2 separate regions of the Mus musculus genome follow, and region 2 is linked to region 1. Evidence: chromatin contacts called from public HiChIP or PLAC-seq data. All regions are on one chromosome and are shown on one strand. The core of a region is the stretch at or near the end of the contact, and the rest is flanking DNA. Distances in the headings are between cores, read along the strand shown. Region 1 has its middle 45 kb from the start of Dgkh. Region 2 overlaps Vwa8 (von Willebrand factor A domain containing 8).

Region 1 (7,500 bases), core at 4,113-6,612:
GACTTCCTTCAGTGATGAACATCAATGTGGAAGTGTAAGCTGAATAAACCCTTTCCTCCCCAACTGCTTCTTGGTCATGATGTTTGTGTAGGAATAGAAACCCTGACTAAGACACAAGGCAAGGTCTACCACAGCACTACCCATTATCATGTCTTAGTTAGGATTACGATTTCTGTTATGATGGCTAAAGAAACTCTATCTTGTTCTAGGCATCCACTAGCTGTTTGTCTCTGACTCTAGTCCCTGGAAGATAAGTTCCCAGGAACCCTGATTCGGTGAACTCCCTCACTCCAGAAATGTACAGCCATGACCAACTACTAACTGCTTTTTTGGTTTTTTTTTTTTTTTTTGTGACCTGATTATGCAGACTGTTAAGGACTATTTTGAGATCTCCTTGACTACCTAATCTTGACAGAGAAGAACAGCTCCTGACTTGCTTGTGCAGATAGTCAAGGTCTTCTTCTGTTTTTGTTTGTTGTTTGTGGTTTTATTTTACTTTATTTGATTTTTGTCTTTAAAAGTCCTTCTCTCACCTGGCTTTGCAAAGCAGTCTCAAGTTTGGCTCAGAGACGGTTGTCCTGCTAGCAGTAATCAATACATCTTTTAATTATAACTGGATTGAGTCTATAGTCTTTTCCCAGGGGTTAGAAGCTCCATAACACTGTAATGAAACATTATGACCAAAGCAACTTGGGAAGAAAGGGTTTATTCGATTTATGATTCCATATCATTTTTCACCAGAAAGGCAGGTAGGGTCTCAAACAGGAAAGGGCCTGGAGGCAGGAGCTGATGCAGAGGCCATGGAGGGATGCTGCTTACTGGCTTGCTTCCCCTGGCTTGCTCAGCCTGCTTTCTTACAGAACCCAGGACCACCAGCTTTGGGGAGGCACCACCCACAATGAGCTGGACCATCTTCTATGAACCTCTCATTAAGAAAATGTCCTACAGGTTTGCACACAGCCTGTTTTGGGGGAGGCATTTTCTCAATTGAGGTTCCTCTATTCTCTGGTAACTCTAGCTTGTGTCAAGTTGACGTAAAACTAGCCAATGCATGAGATCTACATGTGTCCTTGAGTAACCCCTAGGGTGGGCTTATGTAAATCTACTGTATCTAGACCTTGCCTCACCCCTGAGCCTGGAGATACTTTATGCATGGCCAGATGTACCCAATGCTTTAAATAGATGGCTTAGAATGATTTTTATAAATACGACAAAACCAGGGACCTAATGGCTCATGCATCAGACATCCAATTATCCATAGGATTTGTACCATCTGTCCAAGAACGGCACTTTGGAGTTTTCTGTGCATAATATTCCTCCATAAAAGAATTCTCTCCCCTTCCTCCTGTATCCACCAAGTTTTATACCCTAATGTAAAATGTCTTTCTCCTGCCTCAGTCCCTCTTAGGTACTTCTCTTTTTCTGCTCTCTTTCCTTATCCCAATTTGCCCTTTCTCCTTTTCTCATGAACGAATGCCCTTCTCCTCAGCCTGTTCCTTTCTTAGAGCTTTAAGCTTTGTTTCTTCCAGCTCTGGGGCAAAGCTTTGTAGTCCCCTGGGGAAAGCCACTCCCACTTCACATCCTCTCTCAACTGACCCTGCTGTCCTATGGCTGTCCCCTAATACAAAGGAAGTTGAGCTCCTTGCTTGCAGAAGCAACACAGAGGCTCCTGAAGAAGCTAAAGTCCTAGAGGCAAGTGTCAACTGCCAGGGGACCCTCGGGGTCACATTTCACAGTTTCTCCGTGCACCTCCACGAGACCTATGCCCTCAGACCCACGGGAGCTTATACTGCTGTCCTTTATGAATTTTCTCTCCATTTTGTTATTCTCCGTTTGTTACTTTCTCATCTCTACTCCCCGGACAAACACCCAAGTAAACTCCTTGACCATAAATGTTTTTCTTAAGACTCCAGTCTCTGTAGGTGGGAGCCTGTACCGTGGTATATTCAAAGTCTACACCACTCTCAGCGTGTGCTGAAGTGAGTTAGCATTGCTCGTTCATGTATTCATCGTCATATCTTCAATACCTATTGTCCTAGTGTATGGATTTAATTAAAGTAAATATTGTATAAAATATGTAAATGAAGACGAAACAGGATCACACAGACAGAGAGGTGGGGAGAAGGCGACATCACTTTGCTAAGCGCTCTCGATTCCCACTGCTATGGTGTTTGCTCTCGGAGGGATAGCATTGGCAAAATACCATACTTTTGGTATTACAGTGTGACTGGGAAATGGAACACAAAGTAAGACACAGAGTGAGCTTTTGCTTGTGGGTTCATTTTAAAATGATTATAAGATATGAGGCTAAGCTACATCATGTTACATTTTTGTTTGTTTTATTTGATGTGCATGGGTGTTTTGTCTGACTGTGTATCTGTGTACAATGTACATGTCTGTCACCCTCAGAGACTAGAAGAGGGTGTCAGATCTGTTAGTATTAGCATCATAGATGGTTGTGAGCTGCCATGTGGGTGCTGGGACTGGAACCCTGGTCCTCTGGAAGAGGAGCCAGTACTCTTAACCTCTGAGCCAACTCTCCAGCCTCTGTTACATTAGTTTGTAAATTTCATCACCTTGTGAATTGTGCTATTTTATTTTCTTGCTAGTGTGATAAAATACTCTATCCAAAGCAACTTAAGGGAGAAAGGGTCTCTTTTAGTCCACAGTTCAAGGTACAGGAAGTACATAATAGCAGGGAAGTCAAGGCAGCAGGAACTTGAAGCTCTGCAGCCAAGTTAGTCACTACCACAGCCACAGTCAGGAAGTAAAGAGTGATAAATATATATCATGATGCGTTTCCTTCCTCCCAACTATACAGTTTTCAATGTATGGGTCAAGACCCCTTCAGAAATAGAATGACCCTCTCACAGGGGTCACCTAAGACCATGAGAAAACACAGACACTTACATTACAATTCATAACAGTAGCAAAATTACAGTCATGAAGTAGCAACAAAAATAATTTCTTGGTTGGGGGTCACCACCACATGAGGAACTGTATGAAAGGGTCACAGCATAAGGAAGGTTGAAAAATCACTGCTCTAGAGTCTTCTAGGAAGAAAGACCCTCAACTGGGGGAATCGAGAACCCCGGATCTATTCAGTCCTGATCCTAGCCAGGGGATGGCCTTCCTCACAGTTAAGGTGGGCTTCCCGACACTAAATGACATAATTAAGATAATCTCCATAGGCGTCCTCTCATGCTCATCTCCCAGGTGATTCTGGATGCCATCAGGTTGGCAAACGCTGTGGTGCACTGTCTCAGGCTCTGGCTGGACAAACAGGCCAACAGAGCAGAGCGGTGGTCCTCCAGAGAACACCCTTCAAACAAAACACCCAAGGTGGAAACCTCTAAGAAAAGCATTAGCAGAGTTGCTGTCCTCAAGTTTTCAGCTCCCTCCAGAAGACTGTAAGCAAGATGGAGGATGTGAGATGGGTGCCAGTGTAGTGTGAGGTAGAATGGGTGCTGAAAGAACGTTTGAATCTCTTACTAGAAGGTCCTATGCAACCCCTGCAAAAGCAACTTCAAACATGTGCATGCTTCCCTAGTGAATAATGTGATGCTCCGTTGCATAATTATTATGAAGTTATGTCCCGGTGGCACCCAAGTAGTTTAAAGTTGGTTACTGCCTGGCCTAGATGCACCCGGGGCTTTATGAAACCCGGGGTGCATTCATAAATGCCACACAGACAGATGCTTAATGGATTCGCAGAGACGAAGAAGCCAAACGCCACGCATCGCAGAGGCATTCGCACATGTCCGATTGTTTCAGACTACCGGGATGCCGGATCTCTGGAGGAACGGCTTTAGCAGAGCATGAAGACGTGGGTGAAAGCTCTGTCGCCAAAGGGAATTGGTGCTGGGAAATAAACAGCAACTTAAGTAAGAATTAGAGCAGACTCTCACGTTTCCTTTTCCCTCTTTTCCTCTCCCGCTTTAGTTTTGTTATTTTCATTACGACTATTCTTCCCCACCTCCACCGACCCCCCCCCCCCAAGAAGGTCTTTTATTTACATTCAGGAAATTCAGCTAGCCAGGGATCCTAGCTGCAAATGGCTCCCTTTGAAAGAGATCTGGGTAGTGGCTGATGGACCGTTCCCAGTCAATTTCACTGAGGCTCCGGCTATCTCTAGAGAAGGATTTTCACACAAATTGAATGTTTTAAAAACTTAAGAGCCAGCTATATTTGGATCTGTGAGCTATGAACAGCAGGGAGCCTGCAGGACTCTAAACCTATTGCCTCTGTTTTCCTGAACTCCGTGAGCTCTGTCTTTAGACGCTGCCTCAACTCCTCCCGTGGAAGAACACTTGCCTCCACCGCAGGTAGCCTCCGGCTTTTTCTGACTTCACCCACAGATGTCACCCAGAAATGACGCCTAACACTCTCAGCTCAATTTGCATCGCCACACAAAAGGGTCTCTCCTAGGAAACCTTTTCTGCACTTCTGAAGCATAATGCATTTCAAAGAAATGTGTTCTTTTTGAGATAATAACTGCAGTTAACTCCCCCACTAGTCTCGCTGAAGTATTTGACAATTAATCCAGCTTACCATTGGCTTGAAATGATTTGACAACCGTTTAACTCTTTTGGGAAATGCCTTTCTTCAGCTTACTAGTTAAGCATTTCCCCTCCTTTACAATGTATCCTGTTCACTGAAATTTCATTTCTATTGCCTTCTCTCTTGTCCCCTGAAATACCGATTTATTTCCTGTTGTGTGCATTTGTATATATTAAAGACATGTGGAATCATTGCTCTATAGGGCTACATACCCCCAAAATTTGTATGTTGAAGACCCAACCTCTAAATATTTCATAATGTGACTGTGTTTGGAGACGGGGGTCCTTTAAAGAGGAAGAGTATGTCAGAATGGGGTGTGAAGGCTGGGGCTTAGTTCAGTATGTTGGCTAGCCCAACGCATACAGGAGATTTAGACATACAAAGAAGCACACTCAGAGAGGAAAGGCCTTGTGGAACCAGGAGAAGGTTACCATCTGCAAGTCACAGACCTGGAGAAAACCTAATTCTGTTTATATCTTCAAGTATTTGAGGAGATGAAAGTCGGTTATGCCTGTGGCATTCCTGAAGGATAAAGGGAAACATCTCTTTCCGTTCTACCCCTTCTAAGGGTTTGGTTCAGCCTTGCATTCTTTGTGAGGGATCCTCCCACCCACGCCAGCGTCCTAGGCTCCTGCAAACCTCAAACGTTGACCGCAGCGTGCTAGGAGCCCATCCTGCTGCCGGAAGCAGCATGGCGGAGCTCGGGAGGCCACTGCTCGCAGAGCATGGTTACAGTGAGCTAAGAGTGAATGGACTTCGGCAACCCGAGTGTACAGGCAGCAACTCTGCTTTGGTTCACCACCCACACCTGCTTCCTTGCTAAACCCAGACCCCCTGTGGCCAGCCCATCCCTCCACTGTTCCCTTCGCCCTCCTAATCCACTCGGCCTTACCTGCTACCTTGCCTGTTTCCTGCCTGTACTTTTTGTAATTATCAGCAGAAAGTAGTCATTTCATGAACACTGGAAGGGTAAAATAAACTATGGGCTAATCACCTACCTGCCACCAACCTGACATTTTTTATTTGGCGAGATTAAATTATACTTAACACTAAGCCTGCCTTTTAAAAGAGGGAACAAGCCACCCAGGGCAGTTTAGAAGTCCCAGGTGTCTCCACAATCCTTTGTGTTCTGTTTCCTACCAAGGTTCCACACTCAGTCTCAGCAGCATAGTGACGATTTAAATTAAATATTTGCATAGCCCCTCCCCCTCCCTAGCTTTCCGGATGGATTGTAAACAACCTGGACACCCAAAAGCTCTTGGAGCTCCGCCCTCAGCAACTCCCTGCAGTCCTCCAGTCCCCCAGACTCACCCTGTGCCATGGTGTGCTCCACTTAGGCCATCATCTTAGAATTAATTTCCCCCAGTTAGCTATCTGAACCTTGCTCAAACGACGATTTTTATCTCCATCCACCCTTGTATTCGTCAGGGTTCTCTACAGGAACAGAAATGATAGAACAAGTATACATATGTAGTGGCTGTCCATCAATGGAAAGTCCAAGAAAACAGTAATTGTTCCATCCGCGAGGCTGGATGTCTCCGCTGGTCTTCAGTATATGCCAGGGTCCCCCCCCCTAAAAAGTGGGTACTAATGCCAGCAAAGGAATGAACTTGGTAGTGAAAACAGGCAAAGAGCAAAAGTTTTCCTTCCATGTCCTTTTTATATAGGCTGCCAGCAGAAAGTGTGGCCCAGAGTAAAGGTGGGAATCCCCAACACAAATGATCTGGGTTAAAGGAGAATCTTCTCGCTTCAAGGAATTTAATTAAGAAAACTCTCTCACAGGTGTGCCCAGATGCTTGGGTTTTAGTTAATTCCAGACATAGTCAAGTTGACCAGCAGCAGCAGCAACAGCCATCACAACCTCTTTTCAGTCCTGCCAATAAGAAGAACAACAATACTAACAGCAGGAGTGGGGATGAAAACACTGTCCTTCTGGTCCCGATTTTAACTGGGTTGTCTGCGTTCACCACTGGAAGAGGAAACACTGTGGGAGCAGTGGCTGAGGGGACACGTTCTGCCGTGCAGACCTGAAATGCTGAAAAACATTTGAAGAACACCAGTCATCCCTTTTGGTCCCTCCTTTTTAAAGCTAATCCCATCCAGGTTGGGGGAAAATGTTTTACTTGAAGGTTTTTGCACGGGTTAGCATAAAGGAGGAAGGCATTGAGACGGATGAATGGCACAATGACTATTTTTCTGGATTTAGATTAAAAATCGAATTCTTGGTTTTCGGGTTTCATCCTGGAAAATGGCCATTTCTCTTCCAGAGTCATCCTTACCTCACACCTAGTTTTCGGAGATCATTGGCAACAGTCCTAAGAGCCATGAGGGAGTGGGTGGGGTGGGTTTCTCTCAGTGACACTGTACTACAAACTGTCGTGGGGCTTCAACAGCTGGGCTACACCCTCATGTACTTACCTCTAAGGGACATGTGTTCTGCTTCAGTCGAGGCTTGTCTCATTGTATTTCAAGTTGTTTTTTAAAGAAATGTGTGTGTGTGTGTGTGTGTGTGTGTATGCGTGTGTGTATGTGTATGTACTTACATGTGTGTGAACACACCTTTGAAAGTCAGAGGACACCTCAGGTATCATCCACATTCGTTGGTCTACAACTCATCAGTTAGGATACACTAGCTGGCCATCAAGTCAACAAGCCACTCCTTTCTGCTTCCGCAGCGCTGGATGACAAGTGCATACTAACCGTCATGATGGCAATTATTCATGTGCTCTGGGTATCAAATCTACATACTTGCGAGGCCTGTGCTGTACTGACAGGGCTATCTCAAGCTTGTATCGTAAGCTGCATGGGCCTTATGTCATGTCCTCTGAGCTTTCCAAAGACAAGGTCATTCATAATTAGTATAAACTTATTCATGTTGAAAAGGACAAACTGCTGAAGCAAAAGGCTCCTGCAGCCCCTTACTCTCAGAGATTTCCCCTG
Region 2 (7,886 bases), core at 3,080-5,579, 330 kb before region 1:
GCTGCTCTCCGACACCAAGCCAATTTTGAAACACTCCTTCCCTGTCATTCCCAGCATTAGCCATATTTTGTCCACTCTGTCCTTTTGGTGAGAACACACCACACAGTAATTCCTGAAAACGCACGCTCTGCAGTCTGAGCATCTGCAGGTATCTAGTCAGCCTGCCGCTTGACTCAGAGTGTGGCCGGCTATTAAATTGTGGATTGGGAATACTTTCCCCCTTTATGACCCAATGCCATTAGCATTCCTGTCACATTTTAAAATATATGTAACCTGTTCTCCACTCCCCTTGATTTACAAACTGTCAGGAGTTTCATTATCCACGGGGTTTCTAAACTTTTAGGAAGAAAATATGTGAATTTGTGTTTTTTGCTTGTTATTCTGAACACCTGCTAATTTCCTTAAGTTACATTTTGGTATGATTTTCTGCTCTTTCATTTTCTGTTTCTGAAATTTGTATTAGAACAAAAAATTTTTGCCAGGTGGTGGTGGCATATGCCTTTAATCCTGGCACTCAGAAGGCAGAGGCAGGCCTCTGTGAGTTCAAGACTAGCCTGATCTATAGACTGAGCTCCAGGACAGAGAAACCCTGTCTTAAAAAAAGACCTTTTTTTTCCCCCTTTTCTTTTTTTCTTCTCTTTTCTTCTCTCCTCACCAACCCTCTTTTTCTTTTTGATCTGGCTGTCCTCAAACTCAGAGACAGGCCTACCTCTGCCTTCTGAGTGCTGGGATTAGAGGAGCGCCACCATGCCTGGCTTTCTTTTTGTTATTTCAAGCGTGTGCAGTGTGCATATGTGTGCTGGTTCTAGGATGTTTAATGTCTCTTCCCTTCCACTGAATTTTTATTTCTACCTACAGATTCTGCCTCCAAGAGGTCTAGCTCATATTTTGAAGATTCCTAAGTTAATTAGGGATATAGTTTTGTTTCATCATAGAATTTTTCTTGCCTTTCTAATCTGAGGGAGTTATTTTCCTGTTTTTACCTTATAACATGTGTTCCTCCTGTCTCCAACACCCAGCCCCTTTCTTCAAAGTTTATCTTTCTTTGCTTTATGTGTTTATTGCCCAGCTTTTGGGTAAGAGGGAATCCATTGATATTTAAGGGTAAGGCAGGAGGGGCTGGGCACTGTATAAAGGTAGCGCTTGCAGATCTGTGGGTTTTTCATAGTGATCTGGAGGGATTTCTAGATCTTTGCATCACAACTCAGTCCTGCCAACTGTCAGCGAGGGTTTCCCTGGTTTCATGTCTGTGGAACGTAAGCTTGGTAGTCACATTATTTAAGGAGCCTAGGGGACGGTGGATTCTCCAGTCTTCCCAGCCCAGGCTGTGCTAGTCTCTGACCACTCCACCTCCTGTAAGGTAGCAGAGAGCTAGCTGCTGGGGGTATCAAGATGGAGGAGAGCCACACAATTAAATGACCCTGATGGGCCGCTAGACTTTAGTGTCAGCCATGGGCCAAACTTCAGCCTTCAAGTCCTTGAGCTGACAAATGCTAAATTAAAGGTGTGTGTGTGTGTGTGTGTGTGTGTGTGTGTGTGTGTGTGTTAAAACAGCACAGCTCTGAATCCAATCCCTTGCCCTTGCCCTTGGCCTCAGGCGTGCCACTGCCTCCGCCACTGCTGCTGTGTACTTTGCAGTGCGCTTCAGTCTTGCTCTAGCTTGTCGACTGAATAACTTAACAAGCACAGCTCTCTACTGACCATGGTCCTGTCGCTGATCCTCTGCTCTTCTTCAAGCTGACAGGCTTAAGCAAAGATTATTTTTTCAATTCCGTTTTTGGGTCTGACAAAACATTTTCTAAGCAAGATTATAAACAAAGCTTGGACTGAATACCAGGGCAGATGATGACTTACACAGCCCACTGGGTTCTGGTTCTCTAGTGGGTATCTGGGTAATAGCATTTCATTTTACAGTGGCCTTGTCTCCACATAAACATTAAACAACTCTGTAGCCCAATATTCCTTACATTCTAAGTCTCTAAATCTTATTGTTTCCTGAGCACCTACACTCTGTGTCGGGGGAAAGTATTCCATTCTCACAAGAACTCTGCCATGTATAAACAGCAATATCAGCAGGTCACAAGGAAGTGAAATCTCAAAAGCATAAGGAATTTGCCAAAGATCACATACAACTAGAGACCCAGACCTAAAGTCAGTTTGACTCCAAATATTACACTCTTAAAAAATAGGCTATACTGCTTACGGGTAAAAATAAATCATAGTTTTATTAGAAAGGTAATGGTAAGAAAGTTTATTTCTGTAGCTACCGTGATGTATTGCCCACATTAAATGCATATTAAAACTGCTCAGAGTCATAACACTTCTAGAGCATGGACTGTCAGCCTCTGTGACACCTTAATACATCATGGGCATGTTTTAAATCTGCTTCCTTACACTTTTAATAAACATTGCTAATATAGTTCCCACATTTAATAAACATTGCTAATATCGTTCCCTTATTTCCCGATCTAACTAATGCGACAGTGGGGATACAACCATCTTAAGGCTCGGCAGGAGAGAAGGGAACTGAGATGGTACTGATGATGGTGTGAAGAGGAGATTCTGATGATGGTGTGAAGAGGAGATGCTGAAGACTGCCTTAGGCTTTTTTCAGAGTCTGGAGGCAAGACAGGATTTCTATTTTTGATACTTGTTTAGAATTCTTACAGCTACAATTTTCAGTTTATAGGGCCATTTCTCTCAGTGGATATGCACAGTGTATATAGCTGATAATCTTACTGGATATGCACAGTGTATAGGACCATCTCTCTCAGTGGATATGCACAGTTTATATGGCTCTTTCACTAAATATAGGGCTCAGTCCCTAGGGCTGCCTCTCTCAGTGGATACACCCAAGATATAGCTGAAAACTCATAGCCTCCAAGGATCATCAGCTTCCCGATTCTTCTTAGGGCAGTGCTTGTTGGTTTCACTGTATGAGATGTGATTGTTCTGATGCTGTGATGGACTGGAATCCTTGGAGGGGTGGAAAACTTGACTAGTGACTGTTTCTGAACTGCAATGCATGTAAGACAGGCAGTCCCCATACAGGAGTGTCACTGGGAGGCAGTCTTCTTTCTAATTCTTTGCTCAACCGCAGATGTTGCTCCTGGGGTATGACTAGGCTGGGGATGGGCTTGAGAGCATCTGCCTGGGATGTGTGAGGCTCTGTTCAATCCAGCACTGGACAGGAAAAAAGGATTTTCTTTGTTTCTCTGTTTTGCTTTGCTTTATTTTTTGTTGTTGTTGTTTTTGTTTTTTGTTTCTAAAAGACACTGCTATCTGTAGTTGAGACAACCGTGGTTTCTATATTTCCCAGAGAGAGCAAGACACTTGTGTTGCAGTAAATCTCCAACCCAAATATGCCCTGGCAATGACAACACAACTCAGTTAATATGATTACATGCTGTGCGCCTAGATTGGGCAGATCTGCCACTACACTACCATCTTCCACATCTTATGAGATCCCTTAGAACTTGTGGTTTCTCCAGGCCATGAGCTTCTGCTCTGCTTTATTTTCTTCCTCCTCCTCTGCACTGCCTTTCTCTCAAACCTCCTTCTCTCTCCCCACCTTCTGCTCCACCTTCCCTTTTACCTGCCCAAGCATCAGCTCTCCTTTATTTCACAAATGAAGGTGGGAAGCAGGTTTACAGGAAATCACCTGAGTGCTGACTCATTCCTCGTTCACAAGCACTCACTAGAGAACGGAATTAACATCAAATATAATCAGCCCCAGGGCTATCCACAACACAGTGCAGTCTGCCTTCTTTTTAGAAACCATCAGTTTTCAAAGGATTGGGCATAAAGATAGTTCAGCTGATGGCACATAGGAACCAAACCCTACCTGCCTGTGAGAGATCACTGCATACACAATATCCCGGAATTTTGTAAATAGACCATTAACCTCTGGTAGCTGGAACAGTAGGGAGGAAAGGTTTACACCACAGAACTTGGCATACATCATTAGCACCCCCTGTCCGCAGTGGCCAGGACAGCCATCTTATCAGCAGATCCTAGGAACACCTGCCAGGAGAGCTTACATTCTCAGTAGGTACTCCTGAGAATCTTACAGAACCAAAAGTTACTCCTATGGATTTCTCTAGCAGGAATAAACAATAGAAAAGTGATTATAGGCATAGCCCAAGGGTCACCATGTAAGCAAACAGTAAAAGCCAGGTGTACTTATACATGAATAGAGATACAGCAGGAAATTGCAAAAGACTGTGAAAGGCATTGCTTTTCTGGGAAAAGGAGATTCCCACAGACAGCACGTGTGTAAGTGTTGGCTTGCAGACAATTCTGCTGGGCTCCTCCCAACAGTGATCTAGCAACAGCTTGTGTCACTGCCTGCCAGGTGTGAACCAGGTGCCCATAAACAGGACTGCCTGCTAGCCCAGCCCCTCTGCCTCTCTCTGCCTCTCTCTGCCTCTCTCTGCCTCTCTCTGCCTCTCTCTGCCTCTCTCTTTCTCTCTCTCTCTCTCTCTCTTTCTCTCTCTCTCTCTCTCTCTCTCTCTCCTCCCCTTGTTTCTCAATTTCTGTCCTTCTCTGTCCCTTCTCTGCCTCTACCCATTTCCAGGTCCCTGATCCCCACTCTTTCCCTGACAATAAACTTTCTTTTATACTAAGCCTTTTGAGTGGCAAGATTGTTCAGGGGATGCCTCAGCACTTCAGCACTGGCTGCCCAGAACTCCCAGCTCCTGCTATTGCCGATTTACATTTCACAACAACAATCACACAAGGCTTGAAGCATTCTGTAACAGTGACACACGGAAGCAGCCTGTCTCCAGAGTTATTGGCCAAAGCAAAGAACAAAGAATAAGTGGACCATGCTTTCTTTGAAAACTGAACAGAGCACTGTATATCACTAAAAGATCTTAAGATAGCTGCTTGGATATTGGGAAAAAGTTAAGTTTAAATAGAAGAGTAGCAATTATATCTGAAAATAGGCTTTCTTGTCCAACTGAACTCTTAAAACTGCAAAACTACTGAGCTAATGGCTAGAAATGGCCAACCATTGACAACAGAACTGTCACTTACACCTGCTGGCGGGAAAATCCGTTTTTTGTTTTTGTTTTTGGTTTTTTTTTTTTCTGAGACATTGGGTATATCATTCACTCCAGGTCCTCAGGCCTCATGATGAGGAGTAGTTGACCAACATATAATAGAATCCACTCTGTGTGTGTGTGTGTGTGTGTGTGTGTGTGTGTGTGTGTGTGTGTAGACATGTACTTTTTACTTGGTTTACAGTTTGGTGAGTCTTTTCTGTTTGGGTAGTGTTTTATTTTGTTTTCCTGGACTGGAGGATTTTGTTGCTGCACTGGCTTTTGTTTGTCTTGAGAAAAAACTCAAGGGGGGAAAAGATCTAGAAGGACTTGGGGAGGGGAAAACATGATCAAAATAAATTTAAATTGAAAAATTGTTTTAAGCAGTAAACATAAGATAAAAAAGAAGATAGACTTGCATTAGCTTTTCCTCACTAAAAACAAACAAACAAATCTGCCAACCATTAGGTAGCCATTGGCGTTTGGGTGAGAGTGTTCCACACAGGCACATGCACAAGTGGTGGAACTGTTTGGGAAGGATTGGGAGGTGTGATGTCGTTGGAGGAAGTGTGCCACTGGGGCTGGGCTTTGAGGTTTAAAGAGCTTCCAGCCACCCCCAGTGTCACAGCTCCTGCTGTGGCTTAGATGTGAGTGGTCAGCTGTTCCTGCTCTCGGGGACCCTAACCCTCCAGAACCATGAGCCCAGTTGAACACTTTCTTTCGTAAGTTGCCCTGGTCGGGGTATTTTATCACAGCAACAGAAACGCACCTATCTATATACAATAAACTACATGTATTCATAGTCCCAGAGTGTCTTTCTTCTGTGCTTTTTTCTGGGCATCTCTTGCTGTCTCAACACCGAGTGTGTGCCTCCCGTGTGTACTGAGCACAGTCCTGACTGCTGCGCATGTGTGTTCTAGTCCCGTGCAGTGATGACTCAGGACAGTCCATCCATTTTAAAGTTCACGGTTAAGTGAGCACTCTTCAGACTCCAGCAGTGCCATATGGGGTCTGCTTTCTGAACTTCCTGCTGCTATTAGAAAGTGACATCTGAAGCTACTATCGGTCAACCTTTTCTCATGAGAACAGTCATTGACAGCTTTGCAGATTTGATTTTTTGAGGAAAATGGAGTATATTTAATAGAATTGTTTAGAAGAATAAAAATGTAATACAATAAAAAAATGAAGCAACATTGAGAATATAACTAGGTGAGTTTTGGCTTATAATAGCCCATGGTTTTAAAAATATAGACTAAAAGTAATAACTCTCGAGTCTAGGGACTCCAGTTGTAGTGATACTTGAATTTATTGTTATAGTTGTTCTAACTATAGGAAAAATGCATATTCTTCGTCAGAGTGTCAAATTAATGAACATAAGTTATACAAAGAGTTCAGTAAGCTCTCCCTGTGTTATCATTTGAAAATATAGCGGGGAATTCACTAACGAAAACTCAAACAAGTCTGTCTTCTAAGCTAATGCTGCTTGACAGCAGGAGGCAGCAAAGACAGCAAGGACAGCGCAGCTAATTGTCTGTGTGTCTGAGGACAGTCAGTCTGCTATACTCAGAAGAATCACGGAAAGATGAAGCAGATGGCTTGAAAGATTGTTTTCCAGGCCATCACTGCTGACCTAAATAAAGGAGCTTCCACTACCCAACAGAAGCCACACAAGGGACTGTGGAAATCTCCCAAGCAGAAGGCTGACTTCCCAAGTGCTGGCGTACAAAGGTGAGCATTCATTTCAATAATGTGTAGTATACCTGATCGCCACTAGATGGCGATGCGGGCACTTCACCAGAGTCGGAGGAAAGCTGCTGGCACCCAGAAGTAGGGCAATAGGAACTAGGTATCTTTCCCCGCTACTTCTGTAAGACAGATTTCCCAGGCTCCAAAACCAGGAGCAGAACCCTTCTGAGTGAAGAGTCCACTGATGACGCAGCTTGCAGGTTGACGAGGAAGGGAACTGTAGAGGACAAGCCTTACTTCTTATTACTGGCAACGACTCTTAGACTTGGCTGTACAGTCTACTTGTGAATCACAACAGAGTGGGCCTAAATAGAGCAACTAGTATTCTGCCTCATTATTTACCAAGGAATTTGACCAAAAGCCACAAACAGTGGTAGACTACTTTGAGAATTCACTGTGGCCACTTAGCCTGAGGATGCACACTCTCAAGTTGTTTTTCTACCTGATGGTCCAAGTGCGCACACTTCCTGTCCATCCCACAGATCGAGGGACAATGGAGTAAAAGCAGCATGCTGGCATGGGAGTTTCCCCATCAAAACACCACTTAGTTCCAATTTGTATTGCTTTATTACTAAGTGTGTCTTATGTCTGCTTGCTGAACTTTGAGCTGAGGACATGAAGCTATACATTTCTGAGAAACACTTGATTAGAGGAAGTTCATATAATAATATTTTGGTTGTCCTTGAGATAATTTTGCTCGTTTGCTTTGAGTCCCCATATCCAATGACAATGGCACTTTCTGTTCTAGTAACCATAGAGATGTGTAATGCCCTCAACAGCTTGTCTGAAAACCAGTCTTTGCTGAGGATGCCCCCCTGGGAGAATATCTGGCTCGTGGGCTCCATCTGCTTGTCCATGTCACTTCACTTCTTGATCCTCTACGTGGTACCTTTGCCACTCATTTTCCAGATCACACCGCTGAATCTGACCCAGTGGCTGATGGTGCTGAAAATCTCCTTGCCTGTGATCCTCATGGATGAGACGCTCAAGTTTGTGGCCCCAAACTACCTGGAACAACCCGGTAAAGAGTGTGTGCAGCCTGCCACCAAATCTTCCTGCTCCCTGTCTCAGTTCCCTTCCTTGTCAAGGCTAAGGGTG

Evidence for each region. HiChIP or PLAC-seq counts read pairs in DNA pulled down with a chosen protein or histone mark.
Region 2: an H3K27ac HiChIP or PLAC-seq map of embryonic stem cells shows a contact between it and region 1, with 2.6 times the contacts expected there. The contact joins two enhancer-like sites. A contact is called at or near these places in 2 of 484 Hi-C or Micro-C datasets (embryonic stem cells and nephron progenitors) and 1 of 115 datasets of contacts at active chromatin or transcription factors (embryonic stem cells).

Annotation. Positions count from the first base shown.
Region 1 is chr14:78,773,698-78,781,197 of GRCm38.p6, reverse strand. No RefSeq gene overlaps it. Among named protein-coding and RNA genes, the nearest start is that of Dgkh, 45 kb to the right of the region's middle. Within about 2 kb of position 5,362, at least 15 of the 459 cell types and tissues checked have an H3K27ac peak or open chromatin away from gene starts, as enhancers often do. A contact at or near this core is called in embryonic stem cells, where this site is marked.
Region 2 is chr14:79,106,009-79,113,894 of GRCm38.p6, reverse strand. The region is part of intron 37 of Vwa8 (von Willebrand factor A domain containing 8); the gene reads right to left. It overlaps Gm30970 (a long non-coding RNA gene), which reads left to right. Exons shown (of 2, transcript XR_383637.4): 2 at 6,658-7,886. Among named protein-coding and RNA genes, the nearest start is that of Gm30970, 25 kb to the left of the region's middle. Within about 2 kb of position 4,329, at least 21 of the 459 cell types and tissues checked have an H3K27ac peak or open chromatin away from gene starts, as enhancers often do. A contact at or near this core is called in embryonic stem cells, where this site is marked.